3 separate regions of the Mus musculus genome follow, and regions 1 and 3 are each linked to region 2. Evidence: chromatin contacts called from public Hi-C data. All regions are on one chromosome and are shown on one strand. The core of a region is the stretch at or near the end of the contact, and the rest is flanking DNA. Distances in the headings are between cores, read along the strand shown. Region 1 overlaps Galntl6 (UDP-N-acetyl-alpha-D-galactosamine:polypeptide N-acetylgalactosaminyltransferase-like 6). Region 2 overlaps Galntl6 (UDP-N-acetyl-alpha-D-galactosamine:polypeptide N-acetylgalactosaminyltransferase-like 6). Region 3 overlaps Galntl6 (UDP-N-acetyl-alpha-D-galactosamine:polypeptide N-acetylgalactosaminyltransferase-like 6).

The links. Hi-C and Micro-C count contacts between places; a contact is called where the count stands out from the background.
Region 1: a Hi-C map of cerebellar granule neurons shows a contact between it and region 2, with 1.8 times the contacts expected there. The contact joins two enhancer-like sites. A contact is called at or near these places in 4 of 484 Hi-C or Micro-C datasets (brain, cerebellar granule neurons, cerebellum and 1 more).
Region 3: a contact with region 2 is called in a Hi-C map of cerebellum, with 2.4 times the contacts expected there. The contact joins two enhancer-like sites. A contact is called at or near these places in 2 of 484 Hi-C or Micro-C datasets (both in cerebellum).

Annotation. Positions count from the first base shown.
Region 1 is chr8:57,939,571-57,942,665 of GRCm38.p6, forward strand. The region is part of intron 6 of Galntl6 (UDP-N-acetyl-alpha-D-galactosamine:polypeptide N-acetylgalactosaminyltransferase-like 6); the gene reads right to left. Among named protein-coding and RNA genes, the nearest start is that of Gm2921, 140 kb to the left of the region's middle. Within about 2 kb of position 1,736, at least 6 of the 459 cell types and tissues checked have an H3K27ac peak or open chromatin away from gene starts, as enhancers often do. A contact at or near this core is called in cerebellar granule neurons, where this site is marked.
Region 2 is chr8:58,533,486-58,536,223 of GRCm38.p6, forward strand. It overlaps Galntl6 (UDP-N-acetyl-alpha-D-galactosamine:polypeptide N-acetylgalactosaminyltransferase-like 6), which reads right to left. Exons shown (of 12, transcript NM_175032.3): 2 at 2,421-2,529. Among named protein-coding and RNA genes, the nearest start is that of Gm15881, 170 kb to the right of the region's middle. Within about 2 kb of position 1,321, at least 5 of the 459 cell types and tissues checked have an H3K27ac peak or open chromatin away from gene starts, as enhancers often do. A contact at or near this core is called in cerebellar granule neurons and cerebellum, where this site is marked.
Region 3 is chr8:57,960,862-57,963,765 of GRCm38.p6, forward strand. Galntl6 (UDP-N-acetyl-alpha-D-galactosamine:polypeptide N-acetylgalactosaminyltransferase-like 6) reads right to left here. Exons shown (of 12, transcript NM_175032.3): 5 at 1,518-1,703. Among named protein-coding and RNA genes, the nearest start is that of Gm2921, 160 kb to the left of the region's middle. Within about 2 kb of position 1,555, at least 31 of the 459 cell types and tissues checked have an H3K27ac peak or open chromatin away from gene starts, as enhancers often do. A contact at or near this core is called in cerebellum, where this site is marked.

The sequences.
Region 1 (3,095 bases), core at 486-2,985, 590 kb before region 2:
CTCTAAGTGTCAAACCTCATTTGAAAACAGTATTACCTTTTGTTAATGTTTTCCTTGAAAACGATTCACCTCTGCTTCCAGCAGGTGGCGGTATAACACCAACAAAACCTTGAGCCAACTGCTGCTTTGACTATTTTAGCCTCCCTTCGGCTTTACTGGCAACAGGCAGCCCGTTTCTGAGTTCGATATGGACAATAATTCTAAACTGAAAATAGTCATTCTAAAGATTCAATCTACAGGGTACGAACTCATGTCATCTCAATAAGGGAGTTTAGCTCTGGTGGGAGTATGGAGGGACTCCTTCACCTCTGGTGTTTTTCTTAAAGGGGCTCTTGTTGAGACTCCGATTTTCCTGTGAAATTTACTTGTGTTTGTAATGTTGTACGTGTACATTCTAGAAATAGTCACATTTATGGGGATCTTTTCTTCACAGAGTTACATCAGCCAGGCAGATTTATAGGTTATTTCCTGGTTCCTGAACTCCTGGCAGAATTCTGTAGTGTGGCTTCCCAAATGATTTTATTGTCCATAGCTTCCTGGGAAATTCTCAAATAAAACTGGAAGAAAGTGTTCATCAGATCAGGATAAATTATAGGTATGGGGAGTGAAGAAGGAGCTTGAAGGAACTAGCACAATTAAAATCTTTGACCCCAAGAGCCAAAGGTTAGAAGTACCCAGCCAGTCAGCAATCTGTGGCTTAAAGAGACACCTGTAACTTTCTAGTCTCTGAAGAGTCATCTAGTGGAAAATGGCTCTGATGAAATTAAAAATTAAAGTTGTGACATGTGCGTAAAGAAACGTTTGAACTTCTTTGATGTGCTTTCTCGTTCTAGAGGCAAGAAGAATCTTGTCTGGTGTGGTTTCTAAGTCCCATACCTGGTTTTATCTTTTAGTAAATATTTTTGCTTCTTTTCTTTTCCGTTTTGCTGATCAAACCTGGGCAACAGGGAAGGCATGGTGGTGCACACAGCTGTAATGTCAGCTGTATAGAGATAAATTCACGAAGACAAGGAGTTAGGATATCCTGGGGTATATGCATAGTGTGAGGCCAGGCTGGGTTATAGGAGATTCTATCTTAAATCAAAGTTTTTTTGTTTTTTGTTTTAAAAGCAAAGAAAGAAACCAGAAAAAAATCAAACCAAAAATTAAAGAGCAATTACCAGAAAATATTGACTTCTAATTAATTTTCTCACATAACTATTTATTAAGTAGCTATTATGAGCAGTCACTTTGTTTGGTGGAGAGGGTACACACTTACGCAGGTGACAGGAAGCCCCTCGGTGGCTCTGAGCTCTGGTTCCTTCCCTCTATTATATCTATTTTCAGCTTCAAAGATTGCATTTACGTGGATGGTAAAATGCCTCACATCTGCTTGTCTTCCCCTATTACTTTTTCTCTTAGGTTCTGCCCATGCACATGCAGAGTAGAGTAGAGAAAATGGGAAGAGACACTGGATAAAACTGAGTGGAAACCAAAGCTATGTGTGCACAAGACAAGGATACATCAAGCTGTGAGCAGGTAGCGGGGAGGCTCAGAGATTCCTCATAATCACAGCAGCTCTGGAGCATGGCTCTGCTGACACCTGGTCTTTGGACTTCATGGCCACTAATATTTGTGATTTGCTAGCAATTTTTTCCCTTGGGTTAAGTGTCCTAGTTGGACGACCTTGTCAGGACAGCCTTAGGAGATTGCAGGAGCTGCTGCTTCCTTCTGCTGTGTGAACTGACAGGCATTCTGAGCCTTCTCCAGACTGCCAGCTTGGACTTCACTCCCACTCAACCCTTTTACTCATTCTCCTGAATGCTTTCTTCCCAAAGTCTATTTTAAATGTGTGTGAGGCTTATGTCTGTTCTAAATATTGGACGACTGTAATCAACTATACTGTGTCTCATATATATGTATAATAGGTATATACTAGATAAAATAATTTATATATTAAGAACTTTGTATAGTAGGTAATATGTTTTGCAGGAATTATTATTGGCAAGACTTTTCTTCTGTGTGATGCTTCTTGCACTCAGGCATCTGTTGCTTTAGAGAGATGTAAGGCAGGTACCATCCAAAATAGGAAATGGAATTTCAGTACTTGGCTTTCAAAATAACAGCCTTGAAAACAGTTTTCATTTGTGAGGGTAATGGTTTGTTGCAATAGAGAAAGGGTTCATTGCTCCCAATGGATCAGGTTTGGAAAGGTATAGCTTTGCTCTGATAATGAGTGAGGGAGTGAGGTATGATAGGAAGAATAAAACTCAAGACTCACTTCTAAGATTCCAGAAGAGAGAGAGTGTTCCCTTTCCTTCTGGCTAGAATCCATGATTAGGTTACACCTCCAAGTAACACGTTCTGTAGTAACAGAGTCAATGCATTAGAGTGAAAAGGATGGTTATCTTATAGAGACAGACTGGATTTTGAGATAAGGTCTCTAGGTGACTCCAGTGCTTGTGTGTGGGGCTCTTGCATGCTGGAGTTGGAGAACGAGTTAGAGAAGCAGACGGAGGTAGCTGTGACGTGGTGTGAAAGCATTAACTTCTTGACATGGAGCTGAGCTAACCATAGCTAGGAATCAGGATGATCACAAGACTGGGTTTCCCAGGCAACAAGAACTTAGAACGGAAGTTGGGCAGCGTGAGAGTGGAGGTGGCCATGTAGGCTAAGAAACTAGGCGGAGGCATGAGAACTGTCAGCATCCCATCAAGGGGTCTGGTGAGGACAAACGCCTGTTTGAGAAGACCTGCTACATCCAATCTGGGTCCAGATGAGGGTAGCAGGGAAAGATAACCATACAGGTGACCCCTTCCGCCTCTGTGACTTTTCCCAGGGTCAACATGCAATGCCGAGGGGGGAGGGGGCTGAATGAAATCAAGACAAGCATGGCAATTTATCAAAGGAAACACAGCAGCATTGAATTAAATCCAATATGACACCAAGTTTGGGGTTACAGTGGACATGTATGTGTCTCTCTGAAACTTTGGGCCCTATATGTAAAAATTCAACCAACCAGCAAAGAGTTAAACTATTTACAAAAAGTTGTAGCTGAACATGTACAGACTCTGTTCTTATATCATGCTCTAAGTAAAAACAGTGTGGCTATTATT
Region 2 (2,738 bases), core at 71-2,570:
TTGCAAGTTGACAATAATTAATTTTGAAAATAATTGGGAATGGAAAATAAAAATCATTGGGCATAATTTGAGGTTAAATATATTTCAAATGCAAGAAACATCATAACATGTTTAATAGTACAGAAACTCTAATACATATGGAGAAATATAAGAGAGTAAATAAAAAAATTTAAATGTTTGAGGAGGGACAATGGAACATTAGGACTGGATTTGACACATAAAAGTGTTTATTTAATTTTGAGAATCTATTCATGTATGTTTGAATGATTTTAAATGCCTTATTTAAGATATATCAATTCTCCAACAAGCCATTAAAGAGCCTTACCATTAGTCATTTAAAACAATCACACCTAATTTATATTGAAAAGTACTAAATTACAGGTCCTTTGAATAGCCCCTGATCCAAATAGAGACAAACACAAAACATGTAATAGGAAGCAGAAATAAAGGGAAAGTGATTGATTTTCGATCTAAAATTTGTTTGCACAAACTGAAGGTATAACCATTCATGTAAAAGTACCTAACATGATTTAAGAATTACAGTTTGGTGGTCTGGAATGATGACTCAACAGTTAAGAATGCTTGCTGGTCTTCCAGAAAACCTGAATTTAGTAGCCATAGTACCACCAATGTCGGGCTACTCAAAAATGTTTGTAACTATAGTTACAAACTCTTCTTGCCTCAAGGGGTACTGTACTCATGTGTACATATACTCACATTCAAATGTACTTAAAAATAAGAATAAAACAAAAGTTTTACATAGTTATAGTTACTAGAAGCTGATGCCTAGATAATTGGTCAATTATTTTACATTTCATTGATTTATCAATTATTTTATCATAAGGAAATTCTTCAAAGAAGACTACAAGAAATATAAATTGATTTGCTAAGTATCCATAATAGTAAAGCTAGAATATTAACTTAACTATGTCTTTGTTCCATAAACCTATTATTACTCCATGTCCAAATATTATATTATTTTAATGTCAGGAATTGGGGTGGATATATAGAGAAGAATTAGGTCTAGTTTGCTCTATATAGTCTTAACTAATTTATAGTTTTTATGTGAATAAATTTATAAAGACCCAATAATTTTACAAATTTTGGCTAATATCTGCCAAAATTGTTCTGAGATTCGGTAATGTACATATTAGTAAACATGCATTCAATATTTTGTGATAATTTTGTTATTATTATATTCTTATAGTTTCAGTTGACAAGGTTAAGTAAACATTGCAAAAAGCCTTGTGAGTCCTGAAGCATAAAGAACAGATGGTCAGATTAATGCAGGTGGACTAAGCTCTCAAAAATAAGAGATAAGAGGATTAGCCAGAGAAGCTGGAGGTGAGGAAAACAGTTCTGTGATTTCCCATTGGCTCCTGGTCAAGGTGGGAAGATGCTATCTCAAAAAGGTCAATGCTTCTAAGACAGGAATCATCTTTGGGACAAGTTTCTTTAATGAAATAGAGAGGTGGGCTATTCTTGATAAAAAGAGAAAGACTGAGAAGAGAATAAAAGGAGCTATAATTAGATCAGCTCTACCTGACACAGAAGAGTCCTGTACCATGTCAGGACAATGTACCACTCTGCCTGTTATTATCCCGATGGGATGAGTTTGAGCAAGTTTGACCAGGATGACCTCATACTGGGTAGTCATAGCTGTGCTTCTGGTGGAGTGCCTTACTGTTGCCCCAATATCTTTGCAGACAATAGTTATCCTATTTCTGTGACAGTCCCTCTGAGAAACAGCAAAGTTACATTGGCTGCATAAGAAGGGCCTCCTTCCATGTACCACTATCACCTTGCTCAGGATGTCTACTGATACACTCTTTTTGAATTTTTAATTGCAGAATTCCACTTTTTTCAATCTTTCTCTAAGAACATTCTTGTAAATTTTTTTCTTCTAGATATGTCCCCAGCCTAGAACTCTACATGCGTTTAAATCTATTTGAATCTATTGAACTCTTAGTCCAAGTTCTATAAACTTCAGATTCCCAAATGTGGTAATTTATGAAATTGTCACAACCAATTAAAATTCCAAAAGCTTGTGGCATGACTGAGTTGCTTAGTACTGACATTTAGATATAATTTGTCCCAGTGTGTGAATCTGGCTTGTGTTTACCAGCTTATGTCTTACTGATAAATCCCAACATGACTCACAGAATTATTTTAAAAGGAATCTAAGACAATATAGATTTGCACATTTGCAATGACCTCCTCTGCAGCCAAGGAAAGGATGTTCATTATTTGTTTTGTCTGTTTTGTTTGAATTCATCTGTTTCTGTCCCTTGTTGATTACCAATGTTCCCATAAGACAGACAACTTTAGTGCATGCAGAAGAAAAACGGACATAAGAACTTAGCAGGGACAAACCAAACACTGAAGTAACAGCACCACTCTGTCTGATGCTGAATCCATACCTGAGCGCAAAGCATCTCTCTGAATGCTCTCATAGTCATGCCAGTCTTTTCTTCTCAGACCATCTGTCCAGGAATAGAATTGCCCATCTCCTAGGCCCAGTGGAAATGTCTGTGGAGAAAGAAAGTATTCAAGCATAAAAAAGGAAGAATTTTGTTCTGCATGGATGATAAGCACAGCAGGGCCCAGAACAAGCAATGCAAGAAGATTTGTTAATTAAATGGCTCCTCTGAACATTTTGAGATGAAAACCATTGCTATTGACCTAAAAAATGCATACTCCAAAACTTTATTTTAACATTTAAAATGAGAACTTGATCC
Region 3 (2,904 bases), core at 305-2,804, 570 kb before region 2:
TTACTCTCTTTTTCCTTACCCCTACCCCTACCCCTACCCCCACCGCACCCCCACCCCTACCCCATCCCTATGACTCCTAGAGATTTTATCATTGGCATTTAGGGACTGTTTGGTTCATACAGAATTGCAGCCTTTTGCTAACTTGCTTGAACATTCAACAGAATATGGGCCAAATTCAGTATGAGGGACTCTTGTTGTTGCTAATGAAACTCTAAATGTCTGTGTCCTTGGACAAAGCGTTTTTAATTAGTGGCTCAGAAGAGTCTCTGACTGTTGAAGCATTGGGATGCTGTTGATTTAGAAGACTGGGCAGTCGAGGTAGAAGGACTGGCTGATGTGGTAGAGGGTGTTTATTGCTGGGTGTTGTGTTTTCACTGTGCCCTCTCTCTTGTTTTACTGGTGGAGCGTGGCTGGTTGAAGAGGAAATCCCACACAATGGGCAGTAACAGAGCACTCTTTCTGAGGCGGTTGGTGTGAAGGTGATTGTCACAGGCGTTGTTTCTGAAGCCAGGGAAACAATTACAGCAAAACTTCCTTTGGAGACATTGAAGAGAATGCTAAGATTTTCTACAAAGAATATTTTTAGGTATACAATTTCTTTCTTAGGAGTAATGGGCGGGTGGTTTCCTTTTTTTTTTCCCAAGTTCCATCTTTTTTTTTTAATTAGATGCTTTCTTTATTTACATTGAAGATTTTATCCCCTTTCCTGATGTTGTTGTAAACTAACAGAAAAAACAATACCCAGGCTTGACTTGAGCCACAGCTTGAGTTTCCAGCCGGAATGATGCCCAGCTTGTTTGTGTTTCTAGTGGTTCAGCGGGATGTGATGACATATGATGACATGAGATGACATGCAATGATGTGATGACATAATGACATGCGATGACATGCAATGACATGGCTTTCTCCCTTCTCTTCTCTTAGCCATAAGTCAGCATTTAACACACATCCTGACCCTTACAGCAGCTCAGTGGGTCTGTGAGATATGGAAGGTTATACATTTAAGGCTATAGGTAGTACTAGGAGTAGAAGGAAAAACAAAAGGACAATGGCCTTATAAATCTTAAAAAAAGGTCAAGTTGCTTCAATTATTATATCCTGAGGTAGAATAATTTTCTTTCCTTCTCAACAGTCTTGTGATAATTGCTAGTGTTTATGTATACACATGTGCATGTGTATTTTGATCTCATTGTAGTTATAAGATGACTAAAAATGTTTGGGGATTTTTTTCATTACTTTAGTGTTTACCCAATAAATTCAATGAAAGAAGAGACATACTATAAAAGAAACCATTTTAGCCTTAAGCTAGATTGCTGCCGGTACTATCTGAAGTGCTGTTTAGTACAGTTTTCCCATTATACTTGTGATCAGCAGTGAGTAAGATACAGTTCCAACTCAAGCCTTGGCTGAGTGCAACATTTACAGAAGAAACTTTGCACTCTATTTGCAGGGCCCGTTTCCCCAGCTTCCCAGGCCCACTATTCCCCACTGAGAGGGATGGTGACATGGGTACTCACTGAGGAGCGGGGGCAGCCAGTTCACATTGACCTCACAGTGGGAGTCTAGGAAGGTCAGCACCTCTCCTCTAGCCACGGAAGCTCCCAGGAGTCGGGTCCGGATGAGACCTTCCCTTTTCTTGGTGCGTACAATTCTCACTTTGGAAAACCGAGCCATGTAATCTTCTAATTTATCCTTCAAGTGTTCTAGGAAGGAAAGAAAATACACAGGAAGAATGCCAAACATTAGTCACAGCCGAGTTCTTTCCGGATGCTGTGCACAGAGCACATGCAAACGGTGAATCCAAGTGGAACATTTACAACGTCTATGTTTCTGTTCTCCTCATTTGGAGGAAGATACTGATAAGATTTGATGCTTAGGGGTTTTTGTATTTTTATTTATCCCAAAGCTTCATAAACTACAAATGTTATCCTTTGAATTCAGCACACAGCAGTGATGGTACAGCAGAGCTCAGTGATGCAGTAACTGTTGGCCAGTGGCCACCATGTTAATCCTGGCCAGCTCTTGCCAAGATGGGCACTGGCCTTCTGGTTCCTGTTGTGCAAAGTCAGAAGCACTTCCTGGCATATGGGCTCTTCTCCACAAGGGGAATCTTTACAGCAAAGTTTTGCCCATTATTTCGTGTGCCAATAGTGGTGAAAATATCAGGAAAATCAGGAAAATATCTGTCAAATCAGTAAGAACTACCCAGCTTCCCCCAGTACAAGGAAACAGAAAATTGAGAATTAAATCCAGTTCTGGCTTCTAATTTGAACTGGAAATGTGACTGACTTGGTGTTGAATTAAACGGGGAAAAGAAAGGCAAAAGAAATCCGACATGCTCATTTTGAATGTTGCCATCTAAGATTTGGAAATCATTTTCATTTTTCAAAATTGGACATGTTTCTTCCTTAATTAGAAGCAAACTGTAGAAATAAAATAAAATTTAGAACCCCTATTTATATGAAAAGATATTTTCTATTGGTTTTAAAATTACTCCAGTCTTTCAGTTTTTTTAAATGCAAATGGGTACATTTGGTGACGCTTTTGTGCAATATGTACTTTTATATTTTTATTCACTGCTGTTACTAGTCCATGTATAACTGTCTCATTTTTATGTCAACTTGACACAAGCTGAAGTCATCTGAGAGGAAGGAACCTCAGTTAGGTAAATGCCCCTGTAAGATTAGACAAACCTGTATGGTATTTTTCCATCTTGTATTTATTTACTTTGCATCCTGTTTACAGCCCCCTCTCCTCCCAATTCCCTCTCACACAGCTCCTCGCCAACTCCTCTGAGAAGGGGGATGTCCCCGAGTACCATCAACCTGGCATATCAAGCTATTTTAGGACTAGGTCCTTCTTACCCCACTGAGGCCAGACAAGGTGGCCCAGTTAGGGAAGCAG